2 separate regions of the Danio rerio genome follow, and region 2 is linked to region 1. A link is a contact called in public HiChIP or PLAC-seq data. All regions are on one chromosome and are shown on one strand. Each heading gives the region's core, a stretch centred on a gene start, on an enhancer-like site or on the middle of the called end of the contact. The rest is flanking DNA. Distances are from core to core; before and after follow the strand shown.

Evidence for each region. HiChIP or PLAC-seq counts read pairs in DNA pulled down with a chosen protein or histone mark.
Region 2: an H3K4me3 HiChIP or PLAC-seq map of embryo shows a contact between it and region 1, with 3 times the contacts expected there. The contact joins the promoter of agap3 here to the enhancer-like site in region 1. A contact is called at or near these places in 7 of 18 Hi-C or Micro-C datasets (caudal fin, embryo, skeletal muscle and 1 more) and 3 of 4 datasets of contacts at active chromatin or transcription factors (caudal fin, embryo and gastrula embryo).

The regions. Positions count from the first base shown.
Region 1 is chr24:38,525,038-38,530,497 of GRCz12tu, forward strand. The region is part of intron 1 of agap3 (ArfGAP with GTPase domain, ankyrin repeat and PH domain 3); the gene reads right to left. Among named protein-coding and RNA genes, the nearest start is that of agap3, 140 kb to the right of the region's middle. Within about 2 kb of position 1,839, at least 4 of the 62 cell types and tissues checked have an H3K27ac peak or open chromatin away from gene starts, as enhancers often do.
Region 2 is chr24:38,660,723-38,666,182 of GRCz12tu, forward strand. agap3 (ArfGAP with GTPase domain, ankyrin repeat and PH domain 3) reads right to left here and starts at 2,648. Exons shown (of 14, transcript XR_012399506.1): 1 at 1,865-2,648.

The sequences.
Region 1 (5,460 bases), core at 589-3,088:
AAGTATGCGTTTTTGGACACAGCCTGAGCCTATGAATACGGACTTACTTCTCGCCTAGCATACTGTTTTTAGCGTACTATGTATTATGAACTATGCGATTTCAGATGCAGCCTATGAATTTGTACTTACTACTTGCCTAGCATAATGTTTTTAGTGTAATATATAGTATGAGGTATGGGATTTCGGATGCAGCCTATGAATTCAGACATACTATGCTCACAGTGTTTTCAGCATACATTTTGTATGGAAGTATGTGATTCAAACACAGCCTATGAATTTGTACATACTACTCGCCTAATGTACTGTTTTTACCGTACTATATAGTATGAAGTATGCGATTTCAGATGCAGCCTATGAGTTCAAACATACTACTCCTCTCACATATTGTTTTTAGCGTACTATATAGTTTGGAAGTATGCAATTTTGGAAACAGCCTATGAATTCGGACATACTACTCACCTAGCATACTGGTTTTAGCGTATTATATAATATGGAAGTATGCAATTTTAGACAGCCTACGAATTCAAACATACTACTCGGCTCACATATTGTTTTAAGCGTACTATATAGTATGGAAGTATGGAATTTTGGACACAGGCTATGAATTGGGGCATTCTACTTGGCTCGCATAGTGTTTTTAGCATACTATATAGTTTGAGGTATCGATTTGGAATGCAGCCTATGAATTCGGACATACTACTCGGCTCGTGTAGTGTTTTTAGCATACTATTTAGTATGGAAGTATGCCATTTCAGACGCAACCTATGAATTTGTACATACTACTCACCAAGCATACTGTTTTTAGCATATTATATAGTATAAAGTATACAATTTTGGATGTAGCATATGAATTCAAACAAACTACTCCGCTGGCATAGTTTTTAGCGTACTATATAATTTGAAAGTATGCGTTTTTGGACACCACCTCTGAATTTGGACACTTCTCGCCTAGCATATTGTTTTTAGCGGACTATATAGTATGGAAGTACGCATTTTTGGACAGCCTATGAATTCGGACATACTACTCGCCTAGCATACTGTTATATATAATATGAAGTATGCAATTTTAGATGCAGCCTGTGAATTCAGACATACTACTCGGCTCGCACAGTGTTTTTAGCATACTATTTAGAATGGAAGTATGTGATTTCGGACGCAGCCTATGAATTTGTACATACTATTAGGCTCACATATTGCTTTTAGCGTACTATATAGTATGGAAGTATGCAATTTCAGATGCAGCCTTTGAACTCAGACATTCTACTCGGTTCATATACTGTTTTTAGAATACTATTGAGTAAGGAAGTATGCGATTTCTGACGCTGCCTATGAGTTTGGACATACTACTCCGCTCGCATTTTGTTTTAGCGTACTATATAGTATGGAAGTATGTAATTTCGGACACAGCCATGGTCTTGTTTGTTTTTGAATTTAAAAACATCAACATTGTATGCTGTATTAGATTAGTATTCATTTAAATTCCACATCTTCTATTGGTCAGCTTAACTAAAAGCCCAACCCATAAACTCTCTTCATTGGTTAAGCCAGAATCCAGCAACATGTCAGCTGTTTCAAACAAAGACCACAAAAAGCTTTTAAGAAATCCACTTACAGATTACAGACACTAAACAAAATGACGCCATCTGACAGCAGCTTCCTGAGCAAGCGGGCAAATCTGCTTTTCCGGTCACTTCCTGGTCTGAATTGCGTGGAGCAGCAGACGCATCATCATCATTGAAAGAGGCATCCCGGGTTCAGACACCAGATTTAGCCCCACTACTGTCAGCCTGCTATTTGGGCCACGCTGATGACTAGGTGTTGAACGGATGACTAAAGTACTGGAAACGATGTTAATGGAATGGAATGACTCAGCAGAGGAGCGATCACACACACACACACACATGAACAACGTCATGCTGCGATAACCTTCCTCTTGTCGATATTGAGAGGCCACATTAAGCCCTGTTGCACTATGATCTCGGTATTGTGGTAAAGCTGGAGTGTGTCATTTTTCTGTCGTGTTAAAATACTTTAGAAGTGTATTAAAACAAGTCGTGGGAAGTTTGTCCAACTAAACCGCAGACTTCAGGAAAACTGCTTCAGGAAAACGGTTATTACATTAGTAATATGGTGACACTACTGCCATGCAGAGACAGGCTTTGCATTAAGTAAAGATCAGCGTTATCGTTTTGTCAAATAAAATGCACAAAAACAGAAAAAAATCAATTTCACATTGAAAATCATAGGGCTCCAAAATGTGATTAATTGGTCAATAAAATCGTTATATTATTAATAAAGTGTAACAATATAGTGTAGTCGAACAGTTAAAAAATAGATTCAGTAAATAATTATAACAATAAACAAGCATATACAGTTGAAGTGAGAATGATTAGCCCCCCTGAATTATTAGCGCCCCTGTTTATTTTTCCCCCAATTTCTGTTTAATGGAGGGAATTGTTTAAGCACATTTCTAAGCATAGTAGTTTTAAAAACTTATTTCTAATAACTGATTTATTTTATCTTTGCCATGATGACAGTAAATAATATTTTACTTGATATTTTTGAAGACACTTCTATACAGCTTAAAGTGACATTTAAAGGCTTAACTAGGTTAATAAGGTGAACTAGGCAGGTTAGGGTAATTAGTCAAGTTATTGTATTACGGTGGTTTGTTTTGTAGACTATCGGGAAAAAAAATAGCTTAAAGGGGCTAATAATTTTGTCCCAAAAATAGTTTTTAAAAAATTAATAACTGCTTTTATTCTAGCCAAAATAAAACAAATGAGACTTTCTCCAGAAGAAAAAATATTATCAGACATACTGTGAAAATGTCCTTGCTCTGTCAAACATCATTTGGGAAATATTTAAAAAAAAAAATAAAAATCAAAAGGGGGCTAATAGTTCTTACTTCAACTGTATATATGTTTATGTGTGTTTGTGTGTGTCTGCGTGTGTCTGTATACACACACAGTTGAAGTCAGAATTATTAAACCGCCTGAACTATTTTTTATTTATTTTTTCCCCAATTTCTGTTTAACGAAGAGATTTTTTTTTCCAACACATTTCCAAAGACAAGAGTTTTAATAACTCGGCTCTAATAACTGATTTATTTTATCTTTACTACGAAAACAGTAGCAAATAGTTTGCTGGATATTATTCAGGACACTTCTATACAGCTTAAAGTGACATTTAAAGGCCTAACTAGGTTAATTAGTTTAACTAGGCAGGTTAGAGTAATTAGGCAAGCTATTGTATAACCATGGTCATAAAAAAAATAACAATGGGGCTAATAGTTTTGACCTTAAAATGTTTTTTTTTTAATTAATAACTGCTTTTATTCTGGCTGAAATTAAACAAATGAGACTTTCTCCAGAAAGAAAAAATATTATCAGACATACTGTGAAAATTCCCTTGCTCTGTTAAACATCATTTGGGAAATATTTAATAAAGAAACAAAATTCAAAGAGGGGCTAATAATTCTGACTTCAGCTTTGTATGTATATATAATAAAATTACGTTTAATTTTGGTCCATTCCTCCAGTAAGAATTGATGTAACCGAGTCAGATTTGTTGGCTGTCCTGCTCGCGCAAACTTTTTCAACTCTGCCCACAAATTTTCAATAGGATTGACATCAGGGCTTTGTCATGGCCACTCCAAAACATTCACTGTTATCCTTAAAGCACATTTCAACTAATTTGGCAGTATGCTTAGGGTCATGGCCTGTTTGGAAGACCCATTTGTGGCCAAGTTTCAACTTCCTGGCTGATGTCTTGAGATGTTGCTTCAGTATTTCTACATAATGTTCTTTCTTCATGATGCCATCTATGCTGTGAAGGGGACCAGAGCCTCCTGCAGCAAAACAGCCCCACAACATGATGCTGCCGCCCCCATACTTCACAATTGCGATGGTGCTCCTAGGCTTGTAAGCTTTCCCCTTTGTCCTACAAATGTAAAACTGGTCATTATGGCCAAACAGTTCAATCTTAGTTCCATCAGACCACAGGACATGACTACAATAATTAGTCTTTTTTCCAGTGTAATTTAGCAATTTGTAATCTGGCAAATTTTTTGTAGATTCTGGCTTTGCCTTTTTATACAGTGTATGTAAACTTCTGCTTTCAACTGTATGTGTCCCACGCTGCTAAAAACACAATTAGGACACATATATTTCACTAAAAAGTGAAAATGAAAAATGTGTGTTTGCAGTAGTGGTATTAAGGTGTCTGTGCGTGTGTGTGTGTAGTAGTGGTCTGGAGTAGGCGTGGGTGTCAGGCTTTTTAAAATGCAGCTGCTCTACCAACTTGCAGACGTCACAATTCCTCCACTGCAGAGAAAATCACAGGTTTGAGCAGATCTGCTGGAGGCGGAGGGACAGAGAGACTCATTTACCCTCCAAAAACACACTCGCGCATTCCCCTCACGCTCGCGTACAACACACACTCAACAGACGCACATCAGTGAATGGCAATTTTTCAGCAACAATAACACTGTCACGCCGAAGCAGAACAATCAGAGCAGGACACGCAGAAACAACCCCAGCCCAAAACAGGGTCAAAGCCGCTTCTCCAACAGACAAAACACAGCTCTGTTCACTGAAGCTCTCATCAGTTCACAGCTCTATCGTTATATATTACAGCGACTATTTATAGTTCTGTTTCAGTTTGACAAAATACTGAGAAATAAATACCATTTCATTTATAAATAACTATAATGAACAAATCATTTTTATATCTTATTGCACTATAATGCTGAGTGGGTGCAAATACAAACTCATTTACATACACATATACACTTATCGGCCACTTTATTAGGTACACTAGTACCGGGTTGGACTCCCTTTTGCCTTCAGAACTGCCTTAATTCTTCTTGGCATAGTTTCAACAAGGTACTGGAAATATTCCTCAGAGATGTTGCTCCATATTGACATGATAGCATCCCGCAGTTGCTGCAGATCTGACATTCATTATGCTAATCTCAAATTTCATCATATCTCAAAGGTGCTCTATTGGATTGAAATTTGGTGACTGTGGAGGCCATTTGAGTATAGAGAACTCATTGTCATGTAAACCAGTCTGAGATAATTCTTACATTAAGACATGACGTGGCATCCAGCTAGAAGTAGCCATCAGAAGATGAGTACACTGTGGTCATAAATGGATGGACAATAATATTCATGTAGGCTGTGGCTCTGACATGATGCTCAATTGGTAATAATGGGTCCAACGTGTACCAAGGAAATATCCCCCACCACCAGCACCAGCCTGAACTGTTGATACAAGACAAGATAGATCCATGCTTTTGTTGTTGATGCCAATTCTGACTCTACCATCCTAATATGGCAGCAGAAATCGAGAACCATCAGACCAGGCAACGTTTTTCCAACCTTTTATTGTCCAGCGTTAAGTGGACAAGCAGTTGGACAGGTGTACCTAATAAAGTGTCCGGTGAGTGTGTAAATA
Region 2 (5,460 bases), core at 1,398-3,897, 140 kb after region 1:
CAAAATCACTATAAAGAGCCTTTTGTTCAATGGAAATGTCTTTCAATGAACCAGATGCCAATTAGGAACCTTTTTGGATTATAAAGTTTCTAGGATACAATACTGTTGTATACAATATTGCAATCAACGCTGCAATAAAAGCTAATCCCCAGCCCTAGCTTTTCTACAAGAAATAAAAATACATGGATATTATTTGAGAAAATTCCTCATCGATTTGCTCTTTGCAACTATTTCACATCAATATATCACCAGCTTGCACATAACCCAGGCTCTCGCTCGCACCCACACACCGAAAAGGCAAACTCTACCAATCCTGTCGACCGAGTCGCCCCCTCGAAAGGCTGTCCGCTCATCTAGAAATTTCTCCATCTCCATTCCTCAACGGTAAAATGCAATCGGAGTTGCTGAAAATCTCACCGGTTCACTGACTCACCAGTTCTACCGCTCACAATCGGCCCTCCTCATATCAAACCACTATTTATAACACAACAAATCAAATGACCTCTTAACATAAATGCTCTTCTTCACATCTACGGCGTTTCTGCAGGAAATCATGCTGCGTTTAACTGAGAAACACTGCTTTACAGCTGCTTCAGAAACAGATCTTTAGCATGAAGATACCTACAGAAACACCATGATAACAGAAGTCAGTCAGAGAGAGAGAGGGTTTTGTAACATCTTGAAGTGCGTACAGCAGCGAGGAGCCCGATTTGCATTTAAATAACCTGTGACTAAAGCTCATCCAATCTGAACTCTCGCCCTGACCGATAAAACGAGAGTCAAGAGGTCGGGTCTGTAGTCCAAAGTCAGAGTCAATGTATCTGACATGATGAGGTTTATAAACCTAAAAGCCCGCTTTATCGGAGAGGAGCAACTGATTTGATGAATACCTCTCATTATGAAACCATCACATCTGCTGCGCAAGTATCGCATCTGACTGACGTGTCGATGTTAATACAAACTACTACAATTCCTTGCTGCGCATTCATATGCTCAAACTGGAGTTGTTCTGGAAGCTTGGGGTTATGTAAGATTTCAAACTACTGCAAATAATGTAATTAAACTATTTAACAGCAAATCAAATGTTTAAAAGATCATTATTCCAAATACTATAGTGTCTTATCTGCTAATTCGTCATTAAACTATTAAAATGCATTGCATTTATTGCTTGTTGGCTATCAAGTGGTTGTTCATTGTTCATCCATAACATTGATTTCTATTCATAGATGTGTTGCATACGCCATCAGCTTTTGTGATGCACTGTAAAACAGTTTGTCTCTAGATCCAGAGTCAATGTCTTTGACAAAATCAATGGGAAAAACTCATTTAACCCAACGGCTGATGAACAAACAGTGGATGGGAGGAAGCTTGGAAAGCATTTTCCAGAAGGGCTTATGATAATGAAACAATCAAACCTGCATTAAGATCTGCTGTGAAAATCCCATCTGACTGGCATGTCGATATTAATGCAAAGAGCTACAGATCTCTGATACACAATTTGATTTGCATCCACAACACACTGATGCATTTTGCAAGCGTGAGCTTATATAAGCATGCCAAACAATCCATGCAGAGGAAAGTGTAATCATCAGCTGTACTTTTTGTGTGCATCATCATCGAAAACAAATATTTGGTTTATTATTGTTTAATTGATGTCATGCAATACATATTAATTTATTATGATTTTTTTTTTTGGAGAAGTTATTATTAACAAGGCTATCAGTAGCCCCTAATTGGTATGATTATGACAACACGCGGGCTGTACACTCATTTACGTCGCCTTGTGTTCATGCACCATCTGCTTTACACTGACAGACAATACAATGTTTCATTGTGGCATCAATTAATCTGGCCTTGCGCTTACCTTCAATAGAGATCACATGCTCGCGAATCTGGTTCTGGAGGGCCAGGTCATCGATGCGCTCGATCAGGTCGTATATTGCATAAATGTTCGGGTGGACGGACTCGAACCGATGGATCTCGGCTCTGATGGCTGCTGAGTTGGACAAAACGAACTGAGAGCCCGGCGGGCCGGACTGCGCTGCAGGGCCCGATACGGTTCCCGAGCCAAACTGACCCGCCCCGGAGCTCCCGGACGATCCGGATCCGAACTGAGGCGGGATTTGCTGAGGAACGGGCACCGGTGCGGGTACCGTGCCCGGGGTGGGCATGGCGGGCTGGGACTGCTGAGAGATCCCGGACACTGACACCGAAACCGGGACGCTCGACTGGTAATTCATCGTTGTGGATTGAGGAACCGCTCACGGGAATAATAGAACTGCCGCGTTTGGAGTGGTTTTGGAGAGCGCGCGACGAATCCGCACAGCACACACTGTAGTTTGATGAGGAATGATAACTACTATATGTGACGCATCAATGGGTTTCCAACAATCCGTGCGCCTTGCTCATAATAGCAAAACTTCAGTCAGCATCATTGTTCCCAGCGACGATCTCGCTCTTTTGCGCGTGTCCTGTCCTTTTTTTGCACACAATGAATGTCTTTCAGATGGACACACCTTTGTTTTTTGGGCGATCTTCTGGACCGAATCTCTCTCTGTTTTGCTTCCCAGCCTGAAGCGAACACAATGAGGCCGGTTATCGCAATGCGCCCGAGTCCATTGACTGACTGAATGCGACGGTTCTACTCTGAAGTCATAAACACGTTTGAATCCTCTTTTGGTCCAAGAAGTCCCTCCCCGGCCCCCACCTCCATCCAAACGATGTGGAAAGTTTGATTCATTTAGCGAATCGGTTCACTTATTGAACCTGTTCAAAGAGTCGAATAGCCGTTTTGTTTGAGTTTTTTCTCAAAAGGGTGCTTATGTTTTTATACATAAATTTACGTTGATATCAGCGATAATTCTGTGAAATTTCGAGCTCAGAACTGATGTAAAGTGCTCACTCATACGTAACTGCACATTTACAATGTAAAAAAAGAATCTGACAGGAAAATAACGAATCTCTAATTGACGTTGCAGTTTATTAAAATTAGCACAGACGTCATAATTTTCTTCAAATATGAAAACAAGCGAAGGAATAAAATCCTGACGTTACCTCAGATAGGCTATATCCTTGTCAATTACAACGTTGTTTTGATTAATTCCTTGCAATACATAAGTTATCATTAGGTTTGCTTATTAAATGTATCATGTAAGACACAAGACACATTTCTGATCCTATCTCACCTAAACAATCATAATCACAATAATAATACAATCACAATCACAATAATAATAATATTATCTTATTATTATCTTATCAGATAATAATGACTGATCAGCTATAATGACTCATTAAAAACTGTTCAGTCTATTATATTGAATGGTGGAAACAATGCTCCCCATTCGGCCGTCTCGATTGCAATATTTGTGAAATATAGTAAAGTAAACACTATTGTTTATTGTGTACAATATTTATTAACCACATATATCAAAATATATCGATGACGATGTTCAAAAAGACGTTAATAACACAACATCCGTCGTAACCATATGGTTTGCCTAGATTGTGTGTCCTAGATTGTGTGTGCCTAAAACGTGTGTGGTTCTGCGGGCCTGCAGCTGGATATTATTGAAACAATCAGCCCTGTGATTTCCAAACACGACTCGCAGTAGAGAATCATTCAAAAGATTCGGTTCGATAGAACGATTCGACCACTACCATGCACTGCGACGTCACACGTCACGTAACGGTGCTAGAAATGGGGGAGTGAGATTCGATTGGATGTTTGGGTGGTGTTGGTATAATAAAGCGATTGATGCTTCGGTATTATGTAACCAGATATTTTGCTTGACGGTTTAATACTTATAATTGCTCAGTCCTTCACCGGCACAGGGCACACTCAACAAAGAGATCTACCGTTTTTGTTTACAGGTTACAGCTTTAGCAATATCAAAAGACCATAATTTACAGTTACTAAAGTACACATTAGACACGTCAGGCTGGACAGATCTATTGTTGGGTTTGCCGCAAAAAGAAATGATGCCCTGTTCACTTTGAATGCAACATCAGGGCATCTTCTTGCATATATACTAACAAGATGCACTCTTACAGGCTACTGGTGGTAAAATTGAGTTATCATGTTTATTTAACTTAGTTAAAGCAGCATGGTAGCTATAAGCCCCCAAACACATGGTTTATATTCATATATTTATTTTGAACGTTTTTAAAAATTAATTTCATATTTAAATTGAATTTCATAGCATTAAATAGCTATTGGATGGTTAAATAACTGAGATGTTGCAGTTTAACCTCCTAATACTGTCAGTATTGATTATTTCATCCCGACTTTTTAGGAGATCTACTCTCAAACTGTTTTGTTGAATGGTCCTATTGAGTCACTTGTTAGAGTCATTTTGTGATGCGATTAGAATCGACACAATCTCTGCATCCCAGTTCCACATGCAGGGTTTGTGCGTAAATCTGGACATGGTGACAGTTTTTTCCTCTGACACCAAAGTCTTTTTCTTTGACATTTCTCTGCTTATAAAAATATGATATCTTTGTAAACTGATGACAATAAATAATTCCCTCAAAGCTAATACTTAATTAAAAAAGAAACTAGTATTTTCTAACTCATCATAGTAGTTAATAGATCATTATTTATAGAAGGGTTTCACAACCTTTGAAGGGCCAAAAAACAAACTTTATTAAGGCTAGTGGGCTGAAGGTAAATATAATTGCCATGGGTAATTTCCTAATTTATTTAATAATATTTAAAAGTAACTAAAAAGCATGACTTTTTATTAACTAATACAGGATTTTCTTTTTACATGTTATAATGAACCTATTACAGTAAGTACAAAAAAAATCTCATTTATAACAGAATGGAATTACATTAGTTTTGTCTTAATTTGCTTGCCGATGTCTTCTGCATAGTCCTCTATTTGTCGAGTGACAGTATTTATGTTTTTAAAATTCAAAACATTTATGAAGCATTTCATTTCAATTTGCTTTTTATTTTTTTGTAGCTCAGCAATAAAACAAACAAACAAAAACATTATGTCAAATTTGAGACGATGATCTCTGTTGAAAGCATTGCCCCAACCCTCTCTATCTCAGACGGGTTGTTGGGCTAAATCAAAGGTGACAAATGGCCAACTTTAGGCATCTCTGATTTATAGGATGGTAAATAAAACTGTAAATAATTTCATTATTTAGTCAGAGTAGTAGTTCTTTGTTTATTTAATTACAAATTATCAAATGGCTTTCTCTCAAGATCATAGTATTTAAATATTTAGTTAATTGAAATTAGCTAGAAATGTTATGAGACCTTAATAAAATAACACCCTGACTTGTAGTTGATCACAAAAGTCTTGTTGCCTATCCAAGTTTTAATTACAACAAATAATAACTTGACTTTTAGTTAATCATATGGCATCAGAAGTGGTTTATATGAAAGGCAAATGCCTCTAGATTATGCTTATTTTACCAAAATAAAATATGATCATGCCTTGATTT